Regions from separate parts of the Mus musculus genome. Here region 1 is linked to region 2. A link is a contact called in public HiChIP or PLAC-seq data. All regions are on one chromosome and are shown on one strand. The core of a region is the stretch at or near the end of the contact, and the rest is flanking DNA. Distances in the headings are between cores, read along the strand shown.

Evidence for each region. HiChIP or PLAC-seq counts read pairs in DNA pulled down with a chosen protein or histone mark.
Region 1: an H3K27ac HiChIP or PLAC-seq map of embryonic stem cells shows a contact between it and region 2, with 3 times the contacts expected there. The contact joins the enhancer-like site here to the promoter of Skap1 in region 2. A contact is called at or near these places in 4 of 39 promoter capture datasets (the HPC-7 cell line, embryonic stem cells, stem cell-derived epiblast-like cells and 1 more), 2 of 115 datasets of contacts at active chromatin or transcription factors (both in embryonic stem cells) and 1 of 9 other capture datasets (embryonic stem cells).

The regions. Positions count from the first base shown.
Region 1 is chr11:96,696,017-96,701,956 of GRCm38.p6, forward strand. The region is part of intron 4 of Skap1 (src family associated phosphoprotein 1); the gene reads left to right. Among named protein-coding and RNA genes, the nearest start is that of Snx11, 79 kb to the right of the region's middle. Within about 2 kb of position 1,670, at least 19 of the 459 cell types and tissues checked have an H3K27ac peak or open chromatin away from gene starts, as enhancers often do. A contact at or near this core is called in embryonic stem cells, where this site is marked.
Region 2 is chr11:96,463,174-96,468,668 of GRCm38.p6, forward strand. It overlaps Skap1 (src family associated phosphoprotein 1), which reads left to right and starts at 1,418. Exons shown (of 12, transcript NM_001177899.1): 1 at 1,418-1,577. The coding sequence starts at 1,532. Gm11529 (predicted gene 11529) reads right to left here and starts at 1,374. Exons shown (of 3, transcript NR_033524.1): 1 at 916-1,374; 2 at 398-442.

The sequences.
Region 1 (5,940 bases), core at 420-2,919, 230 kb after region 2:
CCCCCCCCCCACGGTGCATCAAAGAAATTACGTGAGCTATTTCTCAAATACAAAAAACCCTCAAATGTATAAGAAAGCAACATAACGCGTCTGCTTACATAAAAAGCATAGCGTATAAAAACCATTCTCCCCCCCACTCCACACACCCCCCCCCCCCCCGCCAGATTGCTCTTCGGGATCTTGTTGGGGTAGAACCAAGTGGGAAATGCAGTGCCCAGATTTCAGCAAGCTGAGTTTGACTCTGGGGGAGAGGAGATGGGAAGGGCACTGTCCCCGCAGGCCTGGAATTAGAGACTCGGGAGTGGAGGCGGCTCTGTGCCTTCCGCCTTTGTTTTCTTGGTGGTGGTGGTCTTGGGTTTCACTTGGTGGGGAGAGAAAAGCCTCATGCTGATAATGTACTGAAAGTAAATGAAATTAAATAAGCGAAGCGTGCTCATCACTACTTCCTCCCCCCTGGGTAATTCAATTCAAGCTCTGTCTGCGATGGCAACTCACAGGGGCTGTCTCTGTCACCCCGCTGGGGCCCGGAGTCTTAGCATCTAAATAAAAGTTTCACTCAAGCATTTTTTATGCTCCTGCCGGCAGGATCAGTGAGCTGGTGTGGGCACATTAATGTAATATTCATACGCACAGATTCTCCCCGCACACAAGGCGATGTCTTTCCATTTTCATAATTATAAATGTTCCACAAAATGGCATTTAGATTTGCATTTAAAAATAAAAAATAAAAAAAGAGGAGGTTTGAATTCCAATAAGACTCTTAACATGTCTTTTGTGATTCAGACTTTTAACAAGAAACTCTCTACATTTAGCAAGACCTTTAAAAAGAAGACACTTGTGGCGAGACATAGCTTGAGGAATCCCATCTCTCTTGGCCCCTGTGTCTTTCATTTGAATCTGAGACCTCCAAGAGGAATTTTTTGAACAGTGCTTCAGAGAAGAACCTCCTTGCAAGCACTTTCCCTGTTGTTGGTCCTCACCTCACATGACCTCCCACCTGAAGAAAGATCACATGACCTCCCCCCTGCAGAAGGATCACATGGCCTCCCAACTGCAGGACGATCACGTGACCTCCTGCCTGCGGGGAATCCCCGCCAGTTCTTGGAGGGTTGTTTTCAGTGGGGTTAGAATGTCAGACTGCTGGGAGTAAAAACAGAAAAACCCTTGGGGGGGGGGGGGAAACTTTCATTTGCTGTGGTTCATGTCAGACATGTACCCCAAGACCCATCTGAAAGGATTTATGCCAAACACAAAGTTTACTCGCCATAAAAATCCACAAATAAAAAAAAAAAAAAAAAAACAAAAGCAAAAAAAAAAAAAAAACAAAACAAAACAAAAAAAAAAAAACGGCAGCTGGGTGTGGCCAGCCTAGGCTACCCTCCAAGTTCCAGACCAGCCAGGGCAGCATAGTGAGATCTGTCTCAAAAACAAATAAGGAGGAGCAGAGAGGGAGAGACTAAGGGGCCCAGGGAGGATAGAAGGAAAAGAAAAGTCTATGCACAAGGAAGTTAGCAAGAAGACAATTGGATAAAAACAAATAAACAAACAAAAAGCAATTTCGTAAAGCTAAAAGAAGACCCCTGTTTTAAGGGTGTGTCTGTTCATGAGCGTGTGCCTGTGGGTATGCGCATGTGCACAAGTGAGTGCAATTGCCTGTGCAGGCCAGGGACATCAGATACCCCTAGATCTGAAGTTACAAGCAGTTGAAAGCTACTGAACATGGGTTCTGGGAAGCAAACTCTAGTCCTGTGCAAGAACAGCACATGCCATCTCTCTGACCTCGCAGGGGTGTGTGTGTGTGTGTGTGTGTGTGTGTGTGTGTGTGTGTGTGTATGCATGTTAAGGTTTTGGTTTGTTTTTTTTTTCACTCATATAATTTTTATTTCTCATGCATTGGTGTTTTGTCTTCGTGTATATATGTATAAGGGTATCAGATCACTTTAGGATTGGATCTGCCATGCAGGTGGGAATTTAACCCCGGGTCCTCTGGAAGAGCAGCCAGTGCTCTAACCACTGAACCATCTCTCCAGCCCCGAGATTTTTATTTTTATGTGTCTGCATGCGTGTATGTATGTGCAGCTCATAAGGTCCTGGTGTCTTCAACGTTTAGTTGAGGGCCTCAGACCCTTTGGGACAAAAGTTGCAGCCTTTGAGACACTATGAGTGTGCTGGAAACCAAAGCAAAAACAGGGGGAACCCTTAAACACACAGCATCTGCTCCAGCCCTGTGATCTGTTTTTAAAACTAGGCCCGAAACAGCTTAGAAGAAAAATGGCGATCTTAATTGTGAGTTGGTTTGTGTGTGCATGCATTTTTGAAATGCTGAGACTTGAACTCGGGGACTCACACAGGCTAGGCAAGGCGAGCACAGGTCCACTGAGCATCAATTTTAGCTCAAAATATTTTATTTTTTTAAACAAAGAAGCTAATAAAAGCACTGAGCAAAGGCAGGCTTCCCAGCCACTGCTGAGGAGATGCCGGCAACTGTGTGGTACAAAAGTCACTGACTGGCAGAAAAGACTCTTTCACCCTTACGTTTGAAGACACACATGGCTGCCCGCTTGATTCATTTGTGGTTGTGCCTTATTTTGTTATGCGTGTTTGGTTTGATTGTTGGGGTTTTTTGTTGTTGTTTTTTTGGCGATATGTTTTAATTATGTGTGTTGGAGGGAGGCGGAGGGATGTGGACATGAGTACCTAGAGAGGCCAGAAAATGGTGTCATCCTTTGGAGCTGGAATTACAGTGACTTTGAGCTGCCTGGTGTAGGTGCTGGGTGTGTGTGTGGGGGGGGGGGTTGTTTGTTTGTTTGTTTGTGTTTCTTTGGGGGAGTTTGGGGGGTTGTTTGTTTTTATTTGTTGTTGGGTTTCTGTTGGTTGGTTGCTTGGCTGCAGTTGTTGTTTGGAGTTTGAGGCTTTGGATTTGTTTTGTTTTGTTTTGAAACAGATCACACTATGTAACCCTGGCTGGCCTCGAACTTGCTAGGTAGAACATGATAGCCTTGAACTCACAGAATTCACCTGCTAATGCCTCCTAAGTGCTAAGATTAAAGTTGTGCTCACCTGGCTTGCTATATATATATATAACTTTTTTTTAAAGTAATTTTTGTCTGTTTGGTGGGTTTTTTTAATACAAGGGTTTTTTGTTTTTGTTTTTTTTAAGACAACGTTTCTCTGTGTAGCCCTGGCTGTCCTAGAGCTAACTCTGTGGACCAGGCTGGCCTCAAACTCAGAGATCTGGCTGCCTCTGCCTCTAGAGTGCTTGGATTAAAGGCTTGCACCTACACTGTCTGGAGAAGTAACATTTTTTGAGATTATAACACAATGATGCTATTTCTCCATTCTCATTCCTGCCTCCAAACCCTCCCATGTACTCATGCTTGCTCTCCCTCACATTCGTGGCCTCTTTCTTCACTAATTGTGATTACATGCACATATGTATATTACATTTGTAATCTTAAATGTAACCTGCTCGGTCCCTATAACATTATTTGTATGTATGTTTTCAGGACTGATGGTTGGCACTGGACAACCAATTGATGTTCTCTTCCCTAGGGAAGGCCACTCTTTCCACTCCCGGCTTTCCTCAGATTCCTAAAGTTCTTTGGGTAGGGTGGAGGCCTTGTGGACCTTCCCCTGTCTGGATTGGCATGTCTGTTAGTGTCACTGTATATAGCTCACATTTGGGCAGGCGTTGGTGAGACTTTATGAGTGTAGCATCCGACATTTCTAGGAGACAGAATCTCACAGTGAAGTCCCTAATCCTCTGGCTCTTACAAACTTTCCATCCCTTCTTCTCAACATTCCCAAAACGTTAAGTACAGAAGTATTTTTGTAGATGTAGCCAATGGGGGCTGGGCTCCACAACTCTAAATTTTGACTGGCTGTGTGTTGTGTTAAATGTTTAATCTCAGTCAGGGGTTTCTACCCCACATTTAATCATTCTGTTCCCAGATAGAAGACACACAACTTTTATATTTATAAACCTTTAATGTAATAGAGCTGGGCAGGTATCTACCCTCTAAGCTATTGTGTCTACTTCCCTGTCAATAACCCCAACTCATAACTTACCATGTTCCATCTGGGCCGCTCATCACTCCAACTGTCCAGCCCTCATGGCCACGTTTTCATGACAGGCCTAACCCATGGCATCTTCTCCTCTCTCTTTCCCTTGTGCTCTCTTCTCAGACTCAAAGCCCAGGAACTGAAACCTCACCTACCTCTCTTCTGCCCAGCTATAGACTGTCTGAATCTTTATTCAAACAACCATTTTAAATGAAGGAACAAGGTCACATAGCATTACTTTGTGTATGGTCACACTGTCTGGTTGCCGGAGCATTGGGGGGGGGGGTGGGAGGGCTAGTATTTAGCATTGCAATACATAGCAACAGACCAAACCTCAACAACTGTGCTTTTCTGTAGTGAAGAGCAAAAAGAAGTTTCCTGGATAAGGAGTGAAGGCTACACTTATCTGTGGTATAAGGACAAATATTTATAGATGTCATTAGGGATTATGTTGATTTAGTAAGTTAGAGGTTGTAAATTCTCCTCCAATAAGCATGGCTTTGCTGGTACTGAGTAGTTAGCTCTAGTACCAGGAGCGACTCTCCTCTTGTTGAACAGATTTTAAGTCCAATTTGAAAACTTTTGGCTACTGCCAAGGTACATGGGCCAGTATTGCACCTGTAAGCTTATTGGGCCACCCTGGTCCTCAGTGTGGTTCGTAGGTGTCACAGCTGGTTAGGGCTGTCGGTTGACTAACTCCTTTGGAAATTCACATGGTGTCGTCATAACTTTTTAAGAAATAGCATTTTTTATTTATTCTCTGAAAACTGTATAGATGTAGACAATGTGTTTTGAGTTGTTTGCTTTATAAACTTTGAAGTAAAACAATTGGGTTGGAGAACTAAAATATCAATGATAAGCTTCTGCTAGCCCTCTCTCTTCCATCTGTCCTAAGTCAGAAAGGTAAAGTTGAGGTCAGTGAGCGAGCTCTTCTGTCAAAGGCACTTGTAGAGTCTGACAACCTAAGTTCAATCCCCAGGACCCCGTATGGTAGGAGGTGAGAACCGGCTAAACACACACACACATGCACATATGCATGCACACAGATACACACATACACATATGCATGCACACACGTACACATATGCATACTGCACACACATAGATGTGCTTACACACCCACACACACATGCACGCGTATACACACGCGTGATAAATAAATGTCACTTTAAAAACGTTTCAAGAAATGTGAAGTTGAGCTGGGGTTTTAGCTTAGTGGTTGGGTATGTGGCAGAGAAAAAAGAAGAAGGCAGGAGACAGGAGAGGAGGGAGAAAAGAGGGAAACGTTGAGTTATGGTGTCCTGGAGTTTCTAGGGAAGCTCACCACAGTGGTCCATGCTTATAACCTCGACGTTCAGGATGTGGAGACAGGAGGATTACATGACCCAGGACAGCTGAAGCTGTTGTTCTTTGTTTTATTATTGAGAAGTAGCTTCTCTCCTTAATCTTTCACCCCTCCTTTCTGTGAAGCAAGCGTATAAGCCCCAGGCAGGAAGATGAATTAGGAGTTTGGCATCTCAATAAATTTGTACCTAAGGAAACTATTAAAAGCCAAGAATGTCACTGTCCAGCAGTTAAAGGTTGATGTCAGCCCCAAGGTCTCCTTTTTTTTTTTTCTAAAGCTTCTATGATTCTTAGACACATGAACATGGCCCATACTTTTAAAAACCCAAGATCTAGTGGCTATTGCCAAATTTGCCTTGCGTAACCCATCTTCGTAAGCTTCACAAAATTTACATTCCCCAAAGTAGCTGTCCAAATGAAACAGGGGACTCAGCAGGTAACATGCTTTCTGCATGCCTGTGAGGACGAGAGTTTGAATCCCTAGCACCCACATGAAAGCCGGACAAGGTAACACTAGTCTAGAATCCCAGCTCT
Region 2 (5,495 bases), core at 168-2,667:
AGCCTACACCCCCTCTGGAGCCTGGAAGAGGCAGCCCAAGCCTGTCACTATAGCTTCACCCAGTAAGAAGCAACACCATGGATTTGGGTTCTCTGGTGACCCCGACCGGGTTCTATCCCTTCAGTTCAATTTATTGCAACTTATAGGTGGGTTGTGAGGCCCTGAAACCAAGACCACTCCTTCTCAGGCGTCAGGACATGCTAAAGGCCACCAAAGTCCTTAAAAGTGAGGGTTCCTAAACTTGAGACTGCATCTTCCTGGGGTGTGTGCACACACTTATTCCAGGAGACATATACACCTGCCCTGTGCCCTTCTGAACGGTTTCTTGTCTTTGCTCTGCCTTCTACATTGAGATCAATATTATCTCCACCCCCAGGCAGATTAACAAATCGCTTACCTTCCTCCCTTCATGTGTTCCAGGACCACTCCCAATCCTTCTTACCTATTATGGGGATAGAATAGAATGAGAGAGGGAGAGAGGGAGAGAGGGAGAGAGAGAGAGAGAGAGATATGCAGGGGTCACATAATTACAGATAATTTTCTACCTGCAAAGTCTCCCCACCCTTGTAAAACCCCGGAGTCTGGTATTTAATACCAACAGGCATGCGCCAGTCCTCCTCTTGCTCTTTCGTATACCGTCCATGCTGCTCTACTTTCTTCAAGGCCTGTTGTACTATAAAATACCAATCAAATAAACAACCTTTGAGTACTTGTTCACTCACAAGCGGTCCACAAAAATAACAAAGGGTTCCACGTACCACTGCCCAAGTTCGTGCTGTAGCAACATCTTTGGTACCTACTACCACCCAAACTTGATCACTGACTGGCTGTACTTTGAGCGGGGAAGGGCACAGCCCTGTGATCTCGTTGATCACTTTCTTCCTTCCTCTGTTCCGAGAAAGAGCTGTTTCCCACCTTCTCTCAGCCTTTCACCTCCAGAGGGAAGGACATTCCCTCCGTGTCTCTCCATGGGTATTGCCTCTGATGCTGAGTCTTTCAAATGTTGGCGATCGGCATTGTCGCTGGGACTCCAGATTTTAATTTCTAACCAGCAGGGCTTTCCCCGACAGTGCGCTGGATCAGAACTGAGGCACTATATCTTTGGCAAGGACCAAGCTCTTTCTTGGATTCTGCCTCTGCACCCCAGTCCAGGAACAGCCATGGCCTTTTAAACCTACAGCCCCAAGGTCAAACTGCTCAGTGTTTAGATGTTTCCGCCAAAACCTAGCCTCCAAGGCTCTTGGGAATCTAGGCAATTTTTTGGTGAGGGGCTCAAAGGGCCACGCCATTGACTTTGCGTGCCACCTCAGTGGCACCAGTGCACCTGCGCCCGGGGTCCCGGGCTCCCGCCGCCGGCTGCGCGCGCCGCTTCCTGAGCGCGCGACCGGCGGCCCCGCCCAGCGCCTCCCCCCCCCCCCCAGGCGACAGCCGAGGTACAGGTGCCTGGGGTGCAGCTCGCTGCGCCCGCCGTCCGAGCAGGCACACGTCCCTTATCCCGCCTTCTGCTGCGGCCGCCCACTCGCTTCGCCAAATGCAGGCTGTCGCCCTCCCGGAGGAGATCTGTTGGCTCCTGGAAGGTAACTAACTCCTGGTTCAGTGCCAGACCTCTGTCCTGACCCATCCCGTCCGGGAGGGCCTCTCAGTGCTGGGCTGAAGGCAAGAAAGGAGACACTAGGGTACTAGTTCTTTAGCCTGGTCACTTACCTACTATAAGTTCCAGGCTTCCAGAGTCCTTAATCCCCCAATTGTCCCCAAAGCCCTAGCCTCTCTCTCATCCTCAAGGTCCCCACCTCTCCCTTGAGTTACATATTTTCTGTTCCTTCTAGGCATCTGTATCACTTCCAGATGCATCAACACTTCCAGGTCTCTAAGGTCTTACGGGTCAGTTCATGGCCTCCCTTGACACCTTGCTTGGTCTTGAACCTGTCACCCCGGGAAATCCCTGAGGTGTGCAGTGATTAGGTCTCATCCTTCCCAGTCCTGACTCCTCACCTTGTGGAAGACCCACACCTTTCTGGGTAGACATCTCCTAGGCACACAGTAGGGCTCTGGAGATTTATGGTCTTTGGGCCAAGCCTGGTGGTTAGGGGACGTCTTATAAGTGTGAGAGTCATTTCCTAACCTGAAGACTTCTAGGGGTGTCATAAACCTCAGAGTATGGTGTCCTTCCCTTCCCTAAGTGTCCTGTTGTGATGGTTTCACCTTTAAAACTGTCCTTTACAGTTAAGGTCACACTTTCCGACACTCAACATACACTCCGAAGAGACTTCCCTGATGGACGGTATCTTGTGCTTGGCTCCCATGGTGAAAATCAGTTTTACTCATTTTCCTATGACTGCCCTTCCCTTCCTGGGAGGACAGAAACCTGGAATCTGCAGTTGCATAAGGGTCTCAAGAGGAAACCGCTCAGAATTAAGCCTTTCGGCATCCAGGCGACACATCTGACACATCGTTAACAGATGGCCTGCTTTGGGCAGGTCATGATTTTGGCAAGCTGCATTCTTTCCAGTTTCTCTCAATTTAATTGGTTTTATATCTCCATTACCTTGTTATCTTGGGTATAAATGCCTCCTAATCAAGGATTTGGCCAGTGCTTTTGGATTCTGTCTGTAGCCCTGTTTCTATTCTGGATAGCGTCTCTGTAAGAGTTGGCGGCTATGTGTTTCTTTTGAGGCGATGTTTCAAAAATCTATTTTAGAAAAAGGTTTTTATCTATTTTTGGAGTGTATTGTGTGGGTGTGCATGTGCCACAGCCTGTTTGTGGAGTTCGGGTGGCAACTGTTGGGAGTTGGCATTCATCTTGCATCTTCTGGTGATGGGGATAGAACTCATGTCTTCAGGCTTGGTGGCAAGCACCTTTAGTCACCACCACCCTCTCTTGTACTTAGGGGATTGAATCTAGAACCTTACACAGGGTCATTAGACATTCCACTACTGAGCTATGTTCTCTAAATTATCTAAAAATCCACTTAGCTTGTAAACCAAGAAACTGTAGAAATAAAGTTATTTGGAAGATAGAAGAAATCACCAGGCATCTAACGAGATTTAGCCAGTGCTGGTTCAATATTAGGTACATAGAGGAAGTTGTACAATTGTCTTTGGTTTTTAGAGAAGGAATTGCAGCCACAAGTTGAATTCTACCCTTGTATTTAAAGACCGAGTGTCTCTTTTTATTGGTGTCAGTCATTTTATGAGAAGAAACCCACTTTACAAGCTTGCTAAATGTCACTTCAGTTTGGTGCACAGGCATCAATAGAAAAATTCCCTCTTATTTTCAGAGGCTAGCAACACAGTCCCCTCCTCCGACATTTTTGATGTGCAGTTCTTTATTGTTCAAAACTGACACTTTGGTAAACAACTCATTTTTGCACCTGCCGCCTTCCTTTAGCTCAGATCGTTTTCTTGTTAGCTGACTGTTTTTAATTGAAGTCTTCAGATCTCCTTCTAAAGCAGAACCTTTGTTTGCTGACAAGCAGAGCCGGGTATGAATGGAGATTAATTGCGTGTCACATACTTCTGTATCAAACTTGCTGTGTCTTAACAATCTCTGATAGTGCGCGGGTCTTTAGAAGATAGGGAGGAGTCTGAGGTTCCACTGTGAGGTGCTTCACTGGTTAACTGTTTCTTTAAAGCCATCCCTCCCTTTAAACGTGTAATTCTGCTCTTGATTCTGAAGTGGAGGGAAAAATATAAAGTGGGATATAACCAATGATTCTATTGAAAAGTGGTTAAAAATATGTTTTTGAAAGATTCATGTGATGATAATAACATATTGGCTATAGGTTTTTGTTTTTAATGGAATGCGGTCTCTATCGTAAAACAGTCAAATGATTCTCTGTGTTACAACTTGTGAATATTAGACATCTAAAATGGCTGTCAATTTGTTGTCTGGGTCTGGTTATACGCCTCCTCCCACCACACACTTCTTAAGGTTCACCGTTAGCAGTTAAGAAATCTGTAGGTCCTTGATCTCTATATAGTCACTCAGTGGGAGGGAGTCACAGGATATGAGCTGTGACTGTGGCTGCCACACAGCACGGGGGTGGAGTTTCCCCAGTGAGTTACTGCTTTCATAAACCAAGTCAGACGCATTTGCACAGTGATTTAATGCCGGCCATCACAGCCATAACTTAAACATTTATCTATTTGTAACAATAGGAGCATAAAATGACAGGGACATTTTTTTGATATAATGTGTTCGCTTTTAAAAAAATAAAATATGCAAGACACTGTGCAAGGTTTATACCGAGATTTTTGCATAATGAAGGTCTGGAATTAATTTTAAGTATAAAATTTTAAACATTTGAAGATGTCTCATTTGACGTGGAAGTCCCACTTCTAGGAATGTGATATAGAAATTAAATATATGTTTATATATTGCAGATGTCAATGAGGTGGGAAAAGTAGGTGATGGTCAATTGGATCATGGGACATCCATCTTAGTTTGCATCAAAAGAACTTGGAGATCTGTGTGTCTGTCTGACGTCTGTCTATCTTGGCTTGCAGTATGTCCATGGAGTGTTTTTAAGACTAAAAAGATGTAATAAACAACAGCACATATAATGATCCTTTTTCTATTTGAAACCAAAAAGCCAAAAAAAAAAAAAAAAGTTCCATATATTATATAGGTTTGTGTAAGCCTCAGGACAGTGTCCTGTCTCTTAGCAGTTTCTTTTTAAGGACAGAGAGACTCACAGGGGTTAATGATTTTTAATACATATATCTCCAGTTGGTTGAATTGTGACAAAAGCCATGTACTACTTCTTTAATCAAGAAAGAGTGGTTAGATAGGTTTAAAAAAAAAAAAAAAAGACAAACAGAAGCCCAGAAGTTAAAGGGCCAGTAACTTCAGGTGTGATTGTTTTTCCTGTTTAGCCATGGGAAGTTGTGTGGAAAGTGTACATTAAAACAAAACAAACAAACAAACAAAAAAAAAAACCCACCTTCTCTGTTGTTTTTCTGGCAAATGACAAAGCTCAGAGAAGCTTCTAGTATCCCAGGAAACAGCCTTTTCCATCGGCTCTACTGAGCTCCCACACAGAGACAGAAAGTGGCCCCGTATCAGTGAATAAGGCACGGTGTAGATAAGGAATGCAGGGCATCTTCCGCTTCATTGAAAGAACAGGAAATATTCAGGACTGTTTTTAAGTAGTCAGGCTTCAGATGTAGCAGTTATCTTTTGTTTTTGTTTTTGTTTTTGCTTTTGTTTAGTGATAACGATGCTGAAAACAAGAACAATAGGTTGGCAGCTTGTAATCTTTGTTGCACAGATATAAACATAGTCTCTTCTTCCTAGTCTTTCTAGTGCCACCCCACCCCCACCCCCACCCCATGTGTGTGTCTCTGCCTCTGTCTCTCACTCTTTTTAAGTAAGAACCAGAGAAGGAGGTGCAGCAGATAGATAGGAAACCTGCTGACTTCACTCTGATCGCTGATAGACCCAGCCGCCTACCCAGTGCCGCCATGGGGCTCAGAAGATGGACTGAAGCCCAAAC